Regions from separate parts of the Sus scrofa genome. Here region 1 is linked to region 2. Evidence: chromatin contacts called from public Hi-C data. All regions are on one chromosome and are shown on one strand. The core of a region is the stretch at or near the end of the contact, and the rest is flanking DNA. Distances in the headings are between cores, read along the strand shown.

Region 1 (5,981 bases), core at 2,927-5,426, 55 kb before region 2:
GAGACACATAGGGAGAACACCATGTGATGACAGAGGCAGAGACTGGAGGGATGTCTACAAACCAAGAAACACCAAGGATTCTGGCCACTATCAGAAGCTAGGAAGAGGCAGGGAAGACATTCTCTCTGGGCCCCTTGAGCAAACTATCCCTACCCTCCCTAGAGCTCTGAGTACAACAGGAACATCTGGTGGCTAACTCCACATGGAATAGAGTTAAGTAGAAAGAGAATTTTGGATTCACTTTTTCTTCTGGGTAGGACCATCTGACATCCACCTGCTTGACCAAGAGGGGTCCTATAGATCAGCACAAATTTCATATCTTAACTCCACCTATTCTGGAAAGCACCAGGTAACTCTTTTTGGCAGCTTCCTTTGGAAGCAGGGAATGGGGAAGTAACCCTTCATTAAGTGGTCACAGAGATGTTATGGTTTCTCAGGGGTTATCATTACAAGCCTTCATTTTCTAAGTTTGGATTCCATTGATAAGAGACACCAAGGTCAGCTAGGAGATGAGATATCAACTTCATCATGGATGATGCTGGATTGGAGAACTACAGCTTGGATTGGCTGCCAAAAAGGAGGTGCTATATATTTTATCTCTCAAGTCTAGGCCCCCACCCCACCTCAGGTGGAGTCTACAAAGCATCAGAACACTTAGGGAAAACTTTAGCTATAACAGAAACAGTTCTCTTGCTGGTGAGACCAGCCCCATAAGTGCATGGCTTGGCAGATAATGTGAGGGCTGCATCTCAGCCCCTGATGGTCTTCATGGCTGAGCTGCTGCTTCTGTCAGGACACTAACCATTCAATTCCTTAATAGCTGTTCCGTCAAATAAGGACTTACACTCCTCTGCCTGAAAAAACCTGGAGAACCTCAGCCTGGCTCCAATCCAATGATCCCAACAGAGGGTCAGGAAAGCCTTGGGCCTCTAGATCTGCCTCTGGAGGAGGCCCTGGATCCAGATGTCCTTACTACATTGAAGATGAAACAAACAGAGTAAACATCCCACAAATTAAGCAGGTCAAGTGGTCTTAAAAAGTCAAGACAGGCAAACCATATAGGAGCAATGGCTTGTAATGATCCATTGCAGTCAAGGGATGCCAATAAGTACAGAGGTTTACCAAGTTTTGGCCAAGACTTACAACAAAAGATATGTTTTATATTGTGACCCAGCACACACACACACACACACACACACACACACACACACCCAAAATAAAAGTTTTCAGAAAATATATTTATAATGTTCTCCATCTTGATGTAAAGTAAGTCTCAACCTTTCTTGATTTCATGACCTCTAGTTAGTTACCAACTCAGAGTGAAAAACTCTGAGCCAGTGGAAATAAAACTCCATCAATCAGACAATTATTTTTTTTCCTTAGGGAGAAGTAAGCAAAAGGATCAGAGGGAGGGGCAGACATCCCCTTTCTGATACTTCATTGAGGGGTACAACTCATATCACAGGAGCCCCAGAAATGTGGGGAGGACACAATAGTTTTAGTGATGGATACTATTTCAGAAACTTAAAGTTGCTTTAAGTGCTTTTTTTAATCAAAGAAGCATGCTATTTTTTTTCTTGAACTGTGACTCGAATCGAAAGTATTTTTTGTTTGTTTTTTCTACAAATACGCATACTGGAACAGTTTCAAAGTGTGACCAAATCAATGCATTATCTAAAGTAACTCAACTAGAACAAACCAGAACAACAAAATATCCTTCGAGCTGAACTTAATATTTTGTTCCCTTCAAGCCTCAGTAGATCCTGAGACTAAAGATTTCTGAAGTGTTGATCCTCTGCTCCACAACGCCGTGTCTCCCTAACTTACATCCTGTGTCCCACTTGGCTCCAGCCACTCTCAGTTCCCCAAAGATCTTCAAATGCTTCACACTTCCAAGTCTCAGATCATACAACCCCTTCTGTTTAGACTGCCCTTCCTTCTCTCTCCCTTCCTATCTACTTGGCAAGAACCACTCATCTTTCAAAATTCAACTTAAGGATCACTTCCATTCATGCATACATTCACGCATTTATTTAACTAACTTTAATTGAAGATTTACCATATGCCAGGACTCATACTGGTGATTGGCAATTCCCAAAAGTGAATAATACATGGTTTCTGTTTTTAAAATGCTTACAATCTAGTCAAAAGCCAAGCAATAGGCACTTATAATGTAGTGAGCATAAACAGGCAAGCAAGCATTCAGGGCATATCAGAACACAAAAGGGGCACTCTTAACTCAATGTAACAGGCCACATAAGGCTCCCTGGAAAGCTGATGCTTGACACAGCTGGAGAGATGCAGAGAGTGAGGACTGGGATTGGGGGAAGCAGCAACAATGAAGCCAACTATCATTATCCCCAATTTAGGGATGAAGAAACTGAGGCAGAGAATGGTTAAGGACATTTCCCAAGGTGCACAGTTATCAGTTAACAGAGCTGATATTTGAAGTTCCCATCATGGCACAGCAGAAATGAATCCGAGGGGCCAGGTTTCGGGTTCGATCCCTGGCCTCGCTCAGTGGGTTAAGGATCCGGCATTGCCATGAGCTGTGGCATAGGTCGCAAATGCAGCTCGGATCTGGTGTTGCTGTGGCTCTGGCGTAGGCCAGCAGCAACAGCTCCGATTTGACCCCTAGCCTGGAAACCTCCATATGCCGTGGGTGCGGCCCTAAAAAGACAAAAGACAAAAAAAAAAAAGAGCTGACATTTGATCTCAATGCACACTACCTCCAAAACAAGTCTTAATTATTAACTGGAATTGTCTTTCATTTGCCACAGGAATCTAGACAAGGAGGTGATTCTGGTGGAATTTTGACAAAATAGGAGGAAAAAGCTGAATGGGATAGGCATGGAAAGTGAAATCCAAGGTGAAGTCAAGTACGAAGGATGGAGGGGATGACAGAAGGCACAGGGGCTGAGGTGGGGAAGGGGACAAACTGGTGTTCAAGACATGCAATAAAGCAGATCTCTGCTACTAAGTCATTGTAGAGAATCTATATCAATGCTACATGTTGGTTCAGCACTAGTAATTTCAAAGTCAAACAAAGCTAGGTTTAAATCCTGTCTCTGACAGTTATTAGAATTTTGCCTTTGGACAATGCACTTAACCTTTTTGAGTCTCCATTTTTACATCTGTATAATAGGGATAGCAATGTCTACCTTATGGGGCTGTGATGAGGATTAAATAAAGTGTGCAAAAGCACCGAGCAGAGTTACTGGGACATAACAACAGAGTTAATGTGAATGTGCTAAATTCACATTACTTCTACATGTGCTAAATTCATATTACTTCTGCTTCCCCTTGGCATCCTTTAGGTTATTCCTGCCTTGCTGAGGAGATATGCCTGGGTCCATCCACTTTCTCTGCCATGGAATGTATGAGTGAGTCCCATTCTGATACAAGTGAGGCCCTGGCAACAACTCTGCCAGGCACTAACTGGGCACAGAGACTCAGGGCACCAAGCAGAGCTTGTTAGAGTGAAAATGGAAAAAAACACAATCATCTTTAAGAAATGTACAGAGGGAGTTCCCTTCATGGCTCGGCAGTTAATGAACCACTAGGATCCAGGGATGTAGGTTCAATCCCTGGCCTCACTCAGTGGGTTGAAGATCTGGCATTGCCATGAACGGTGGTGTAGATCACACACTTGGCTCGAATCCCCAGTTGCTGTGGCTGTGGTGTAGGCCTGCAGCTGTAGCTCAGACTGGACCCCAGCCTGGGAAATTCCATATGTTGTGGGTGTAGCCCTGAAAAAAAAAAAGTGAATGACCAGGGAGCCAGGAACCACCCATCCCCTGCAGGAAGGAACCGTTAATTGCATCATTAATAATACTTAGCATTGTCCACATGCTTTTCCAAGCTAATTAATTCTGCTCCAAATCCTGGAAAACAAATGACTGGGTGTGCTGGAGACAAGCTTCCGTTTCTGAGTAGAGAAGCATGACCTCAGTAGTGACTAGGGAAAGGAAAAAGCTGCATTACCACTTTCCAGGGTCAAGTAACACAGGGCAGAGAAAGGACCTTGAGTCCTGGTGGGAATCTTTCCTCTACCTACAAGACCCTCTTCAAACAAGAATAATCACCCAAAGGTATAAAGATAAAACAAGGCTAATCCAGCCCTGGGATAAAGGACACATTGTCCAGAAATGGCAGATGTTTTTAAACTGGCACCATGGCCTGGAGGTAAAAGTTCAACCTCCTCTTTCCCAGAACACAGGCTCAAGCTCACATATCACAGGACAAAGCATGTAGTTAGTTAGTTGGTCAGCTCTGTTGCCCTTTAACTCAATGTATACTTACTTTACAGGCCACAATCTGGGTGTACCAAGAACCCGATTTGGTTCCCTCCCATCACATGAGTGCCGAATCCAGCATGAGAGACAGAAGAGGCAGCTAAAAAGAGAAAAAGTTACAATAGAAAGAGAATAACTCAGGTTAAGGAAGAATGAAGAGCCTGTGGCCATGTGAGAGGTACAGAAAAGACTCCTGGAAGAGAATACATTTGGGCTGTTTGGGAAGATGATTAAGGGACAACAAAATGAAGACATGGAAAGATTGGTCAAGTAAGGACTAGCTCTGAAGATATTTAGAATCAAGAGAAGGCAAAGCATATTTAGGGACTTTAATCATGTACCTGTGGGACTTGGGGAACTGCAATTAAACAGTGACTCATATCACCACAAAGTGAAGGCTAGTGGAGAGACATTTAAACAGACAGATGTGCATAACATGCACAACAGGAGGGTCCAGAGGAAGGAAAAGGGATTAAAGGAGGAGAGAGACTGATTTTGCCTTTCAGGAAGGATCTAATTAGTGGTAGGCTAACAGCTGAAGGTCCTGGCTTGATGAAACCAGAAGAAGAATTTCTCAAGCATGTTCTTGCAGGAAGCTCCTACCTCATGAGATTCTGACTGAGTAGGTTTTGGTTGGCCCCCAAGAAATCACAATTCTTGCAAACATCCTAAGTGACTCAGATATAGGACATCTACAGACCTCACTCTGGGTGGTATGGTACCCAGGCTGGCTTCACATGCACTCTGACTCTAGTCTGTTCTGTTTACGAAGAAATCCCAGAAGCAACAGTGCCCACCATGAGATGGGTCTGGTGTTGCAGAGGAAGTTTTCTTATATTCTCCCAGCATCCCACTTTTTCAAGTACAGAAAATCTCCTGAAACATACATTTGTGAAGATCTTGACCCTCATAACAAGATCCTTGAGGGAAGGGATGCATCTTATTTGAAGGCACATCTCAGCTCCTAGCAGAGACTTTCTGGGCAGATAACAATTAATAGAATTGATCTCCATTTCTGTTTTAAAAAATGCCCTGTGCAAATGTTAGCAGCCATCATGGTTATTTGTATGAATATAACCTGCCTAGGTGATACACTTCCCTAATTTCTTTCTTAAAATGTAGGAATCTGAACTCTAGCTATTCCGGGATCACAGTTGGTACAGAGACCAATGATTGTGTCTGCAGTGTTATGTTGTCTGTGTGGGGTCTGCATGGTCACCATAAATTACACTGGACATGAAAAAACTCAGGTGTGTGACTTTGCCACTCACTAGCTATAGAACTGTGAGAAAATGATCTACTGTCTCCATAGTTTAATTTTTTTTCTTTAATAGTGAGGGAATCAGATAATTTATTCATTGGTTCACCATTCAGTAAATAAGTACACACATAGACCACATGCATTATCCTAATTGCAGAGTCCATGGTCAGTGAGACATACTTTATCTCTGTCCTGATGACATAGCGATGAATAATACGACCACCCACTCTCTATACAATCACCCTTAGCCAAAATTTAGAAGCATCTTGGAACTACTGTCCTTCTGCACCCTCCTACTGATTACTAAATCAAGATAATTCTATTGCCTAAATTCTATTACCATGTAATCAATTCCCTCTTGTTCATCCATATTGCTGCAGAGGTAGTTCAACCACCTTCTATATGGTCCCTTATGATCCATTACG
Region 2 (5,804 bases), core at 2,074-4,573:
CAATATAACAAGACTTTACAACTTGAATTAAATCACATTGAGTGTGGCTAGCAAAATAACAACTTTGTCACTGAAATATGCCTCAAGCCTAAGATTTCACCACCAGCAGAAAAGTAAGAGTGAGAGCCACGGAGATGGGGCAGTGAGGGGGAAAAAAAGTTGGAAGACCACCACCAAAGCCTTCCACTTAAATTTAAAAAAAAGAAAAAAAAAAGAAAAAAAAGGTACTTTCACTATTCGGGAAGGGGATTAGGTCAGGGAATGAACAGGAAATTGACAAATTCCTGCCAGGGCAACCCTGTTTGGCTGTTTCTGTAGTGGATACTTTATGCGGTGGCAGCAGCCAGCCTCACAGTGTGGCCTGTGGATGAACATGGTCAAGCAAGTTTCATTAGAAAAGAGACACAAAGGCCTATTCCCTCTTAGAACTAATAACGCAGCTGTAAGTGCCTACAACCTACAACAGTGGGCGAGGAAAACAAAGGCGACAGAACGGAAGCAAAAATGAATCCTTCCCTTAACGGGCCTGTGGCAAGGATTTACTTGTAACCTGGAAAGTGGCTGGCCTGCGATGCAGGAGGCCAACTTCAGAAGACAAACCGCTCAGGGATGGAAAGGGGGGAGGTAGCAAAGTCTTTGTTTTGCAGCCCAAGATTACTCAATCATTTGTTACACTTCACAGGGGGCTCCTTTGTTTCAGTCTGCTGTTCCTAGATGGGTCCTGGTTCCACCAGCCCTGCACCCCAGGAAAACCATAACATAAATCATCCCAACTTCCCAGTTCCCTCACACTGCTCCTAGGGGTTAGCACCACCACAAACTTGCTCTGGCCTTGGTACAGTGTATCCTCCAAGCCTAGGGTAGGAGGGGAAGCGGGCAGAAGGCAATGGCAGATACTGGTACTCAGAACTTTGCTCCACCCCTGCGTGCATAAGAAGGGGCGATTTTTGGACCCATGTCCGGCAGGTACTTAATATCTGGCAAGTCCAAAATGTGCCTCACCTCGGAAAGGAAGACAGATTGAACGGGCAGGCAAGAAGCCAAGAAGCGCCCCCAGCCAAAATGCTCCTACCTGCTCCCTCTTCCTCCTCCGTCCAAGATAACAAACTCAAGCCACAGCTGGCAGCGCTTTTCGCCAACTCTCCGTTTTCCAAATGGCCCAGGAGCCCAGTTGGGACCCAGAAGATGGTGGAGGAGGGAGGGAGAGAAGGGAGGGGGCAGCGGCTGCTGCAAAGGCTCCCTCACGCAGCTCCGCACTCAGCTCGCCTGTCAGTGCACCACCGCCTCTCGGTCCTCCTCCTCTTGGCCCGGCGCCTGGGGGCGCCCGGGAGGCGGCGTAGTCCGCGCGGCGTCGCTGTCGCCCTCGTCCGGCTCCGCGGGGTGCAGGTGCGTGGCCAGCTCCTGTAGCACCGCGGCGCGCCCTATCTGGTCGTTGCGCCGTTTCTCCATGATCAGGTCCTCCAGGCTCTGAAATTCGAGTGTGTGGCTGCGCTGCGCAGAGAGCTGGATCTGCAGCCGGTAAGGCTGCTTGCCAATGCGCAGCTCCCCACCGATCTTGAACTCACGCTTGCCGTAGCGGCACCAGGCGGCGAAGCTCTCAGAGTTGCGCCAGCTCAGCTCGCGCTCCTTGGCGCCCACGTGCGCCAGCGCGTTGCGCACCACAGCGCTGGGGCTCAGCGGCTTGTAGCGGTACAGATCATTCACCACGCGGCCGCGCCGGCCCTGGCTGGCGTCCGTCAGGAAGCTGTTGCTCACCTCCAGCCGGTGCAAGTGCACCACCTGGAAATTGCCCACGTAAACAGCCCAGTGCGGGTACTGCGCCTGCGACACAAACTCCACCAGGTCGCCAGGCCTGCACTTGTTGAGCAGGTTCTCTGGCGTGTAGGTGCTCAGGGCGGCGGAGCCTGGAGCGAAGCTTTTCTGGTAGATACACTCGTCGCGGTAGAACACGGAGCACTCCACCTCGTGCAGCCGTGGGTCATAGGGCTGTGGCGGGGGCAGGGGCGGCCCGTCCCCGCTGTCGGGCAAACCGCCGCCACCGCCATCCAGGCCCTGGGGCGGCGGCTGGGGCTCCACGTCCTCGTCGTCATTGGAGAAGATGTAGGAGACTCCGATTCGGGGCCCGTCATCCCGGTCCACTCCAGTCGGGTCGGCAGTGGGAACTTCCTTATAACTTAGGTGGGTCAGTTTCTCCACCTGGTTGCCCATCACGCCGTGGACACACGTTCACACCGCCGAAAGAGGAGAAAGCGAAACCACCACTAGGGTCATTGGCACAGGTCCCCGGACCGGGGCTGAGACCACCTGTTGGGAGAAGAAGGCAAGGTAGCCATGTAGGAGCCATTCGGTGAAATGGGCGATTTGTTCTTAAGAAGAAGAAAAAAGACTGAGGGCCAGGCACCTGGAGTCATTTTACTAGGCGTCTCAAATGTAGCGAGCTTTCCCTCAGTTTTCCACCTCCAGGGTCACAGTCAAAGGAAGCCTGGCAACTCCAGCTCTCCCCCTCCCCCAGCCCTTCACCTCGCCTGGGCAAAAGCCCATTGCATCAGCGACTCCTACCGCTTCCGCCAGCGCCCTAACCTGCCAAGCCCAAATAGGAGGGGGTAAGAAAAAGAAACTTTACTTCAATTCCCCTTTCCTACTCTCACTTTCACCCCAGGGGCCTAAATTAGCCCCTGAGACGCCCTCCCCGCCATCTAACCGTAGAGAGAAACCGGCGAGGAGCCGCCGCGAGGCTGGAGCAGGTGAGCGGCCCAACCTGGCTCACCTGCGGCGCTTTCTCCTCCCTCCTCGCCCGCCTCCCCCCCGCCGCGCGCCCGCCCTCTAGTTCGGGTTACCTGCGTGAACTCACCCGCGGAGAGGTGGAGGCCGAGGGGAATTGGGAGGGGTCCCCAGCCGCACCCTGAGACTTCTAGGACGAGTTTGCAGGTGTGGGCTCCGCAGTCTCTCCTCTCCAGGCGCAGGCGGCTGCGAGGCTGGGCAGGGGGGAGCGGCGCATGTCTTGCCCCCGCGTAAGACTTGAAGGGGGGGAGTGATGCCTCTTCACACGGCACCTTTTCCCTCCTGCTGGGGCTGTTTCTCCCCCTCAACCGGCTCCCGGGGAGGTGGGGCTCTCCAGAAGAAGAAGGAAGCAGTCTCGGTGCCCGGCGGCTGCAGCTCCCGGTCGGGCCGGGCGAGCAACAAGCGCCGAAGCGGGAGGGACGGGATTGTAGATCCGGCTCCCGGCTCCCAGGGCGGGAGCGCAGCCCCTGGCATTTAAAGAGACAGACGCTCGCTCCCGGAGCCCAGGTCTTTCCCGCACCGCGCGGAGCCTCGGGCATCCCCGCCCCCTTCCCCGCCCCGCCCACCCAGACCAGGGGGCTCCGCCCAGGCCACGCCTCCACTTCGGAGCGGGTTTAAATCCCGCTAGTAAATAACCAATGGGTTGGCTGGACTGGCAGTCTGCGCCCCTCTTGTTGTACGCATAGCCCCTGGGAGTCCTGCTTCCCCTCTTAAAGCAAGGCCTTGTGGGGCCCTCGCTGCTTGCTCAGGTTGTATTTTTCGGAGCTGTGAGCTTTAAAAAGAAGTTGTAAAGCAAACGCCACCTGCCAGTGTAGAAAGAAGAGAGGGATTAAGAGTTTGGTGTTTGTTCTGTTTCCCTTTGCCTGTTCTTTCCCAAAGTACCTGGAGAGGGAGGAACAGACATTAGGAAACAAAGAAACTTTTACTTCCTTCTTTTCTTTCCTAGAACCTATTTCTTGCCAAAGGTCACAGAAAAGAATTTTTTCCTAGGCAGACTGGAGAAGTGCTTCAGTTTAAAGGTGTTTACAAAATAAGTCCTGTGAAACTTTCAGGTAAGAAAAAAAAAATTCGCAGGAAGGAACTGTAGAAAACAGAACAAAGACCTAGTTAGTGACTTGCTTCCAAGACCAGGGCTCTCTTTATTAACTATTAACGTTGCTTGAAATTAGCTCAAAGTTGATTTCATAACCTCCATTGTTTTGAGAGTTCCCAGTTCAAAAGACAGTGAAAGAAAGCATTCGGCTCTGGTTGTTTTTCTTGGCGGTAGAGGATGTAGGAATTGCCTAATTGTCTTTAAATTCAGAGCATATTAGCAGAGGCCCTCGCTGGATATATTTCCTTCCTGCTGACTTACAGAAGGAAATGACAGGAGACTAGTATTGCCTATAACCTCCACTAAAAGAGGGCACTCCCTCTCTCTCCCCTCCATGCTGGTTTTGTTTATTTTACCTAAGATGGAAGCTCTACAAAAGTGGTTTTCTCGCTCTCTGTCTCTCCCTCTCTCTTTTTTTTTTTTTTTTTTTTGGTTTGCTTAAGAATGCAACTCAAGACCTCCTCTGCTCTGTTTTCCATCACTGTTTCTTTTGACTCAATTTTTCCAGGTAACACGATTATTTATTCAGTGGGTCTACTGACCAGTGGAAACAGGAATGTACTAATACTACTGCGATCCTTTTTAGTTTGAGGGGAAAAAAAAGAAATCAATCTACTTATATACTTTGGAGCCCAGCAATCAATATTGGCAGGGCTGTGATGGAAGTTAGTCCTTCAGCAAGTCTAAAATCTCAGTGTAAATTAGACCAAAAAGGGACTTCTGTGTGTCTGCTGTGTAGATTAAGTCTTTTCTGACCGGCCTCAGGCATGTGTGACCAGATGGGTCCCCCCTGAACTTTTTGATAACCCATGCTCTGGGGGCTGCTGTTTTACCTGAATGGTTTTTGCCACTACGAGGTAGGCTCATGTAGATGCCCATTTTACAGGGAGGGGTTAGGCTGAGAGAGGCAATGGCAAGTTATCCCACGTCTGTTAGCCTGGGGAACCTCTGCTACCCTCAGCTGTGGTGGGACACTTTGCCCCTAGGTGTGGGGTAGGTTGCCTAGTGATGGAAGAATCCACTGAAGCACACAGCAGTGTGATGGTTTGCTGCCAGCACTCTGGGGTAAAGATCTAATGATAGTTGTCCAGGTGTTGATCTTATTTCCTTGACGAGCTCTGACCAGGTACACACTAGTGGCTCAACAACAGTCCTTGAACTGACCAAGTATAAAGTCTCAGCAGGAACAAGCTCTGAGTCAACTTTATGGCCCAATGCCTGGCAATCAGTAAGTGCTCCATAAATGCTTAATGGATGCTTTAGGGGAATTCTTGGCCATCCCTATAGCCTGCCTCCTGTGTAGCTTCTTCCATTAATTCCTGTTTCGGACCCAACCTCCCTCTGCTCCCCTAGGGCTCTTGGTTAGGGGTTACAGAATGGCTCCCAAACTTGCTTTGTTCATCTGAAACACTTGTTTTATGAACTGAAACTGTCAACAAGTTGGAGACTTGGGAAATCTCATAAAAATTCAGATTTCCATGGGAATTCCCATTGTGGCTCAGCAGAAATGAACCTGATTAGGATCCATGAGGATATATGTTCAATCCCTGTCCTTGCTCAGTGGGTTAAGGATCCAGCATTGCCGTGAGCTGTGGTGTAGGTCGCAGACATGGCTTGGATCTGGCATGCCTGTGGCTGTGGCTGTGTCTGTGGCGGGCAGTTGCAGCCCTTATTCAACCCCTAGCCTGGGAACTTCCATATGCCACAGGTGCGGCCCCCCCCAAAAAAAACCACACACACAGACTTCTAGCTTCACTTGAAAGTGCTAATGACATGAGACCATTGGGCCCACAGTCCAGGATGGCAACAAAAAGCTAGCGCTGAGCCTTCATTGCCTTGGAGATGAGATATAGCTTCCAGTTGGCCCCAACCTCTGTCCTACCTACCTGACCTATGTGGATCCTTGAATAACCCTGGGAGCCTCTGAGTT

What was found. Hi-C and Micro-C count contacts between places; a contact is called where the count stands out from the background.
Region 1: a contact with region 2 is called in a Hi-C map of subcutaneous adipose tissue, with 1.7 times the contacts expected there. The contact joins the enhancer-like site here to the promoter of FAM84B in region 2. A contact is called at or near these places in 5 of 47 Hi-C or Micro-C datasets (fibroblasts, heart right ventricle, liver and 2 more) and 1 of 2 datasets of contacts at active chromatin or transcription factors (skeletal muscle).

What each region holds. Positions count from the first base shown.
Region 1 is chr4:13,498,381-13,504,361 of Sscrofa11.1, reverse strand. The region is part of intron 1 of LOC102165543 (a long non-coding RNA gene); the gene reads right to left. Among named protein-coding and RNA genes, the nearest start is that of FAM84B, 56 kb to the right of the region's middle. Within about 2 kb of position 4,176, at least 4 of the 83 cell types and tissues checked have an H3K27ac peak or open chromatin away from gene starts, as enhancers often do. A contact at or near this core is called in subcutaneous adipose tissue, where this site is marked.
Region 2 is chr4:13,442,802-13,448,605 of Sscrofa11.1, reverse strand. It overlaps FAM84B (protein FAM84B), which reads right to left and starts at 3,323. Exons shown (of 2, transcript XM_005662850.3): 1 at 2,852-3,323; 2 at 1-2,304. The coding sequence starts at 2,208. The coding sequence ends at 1,270.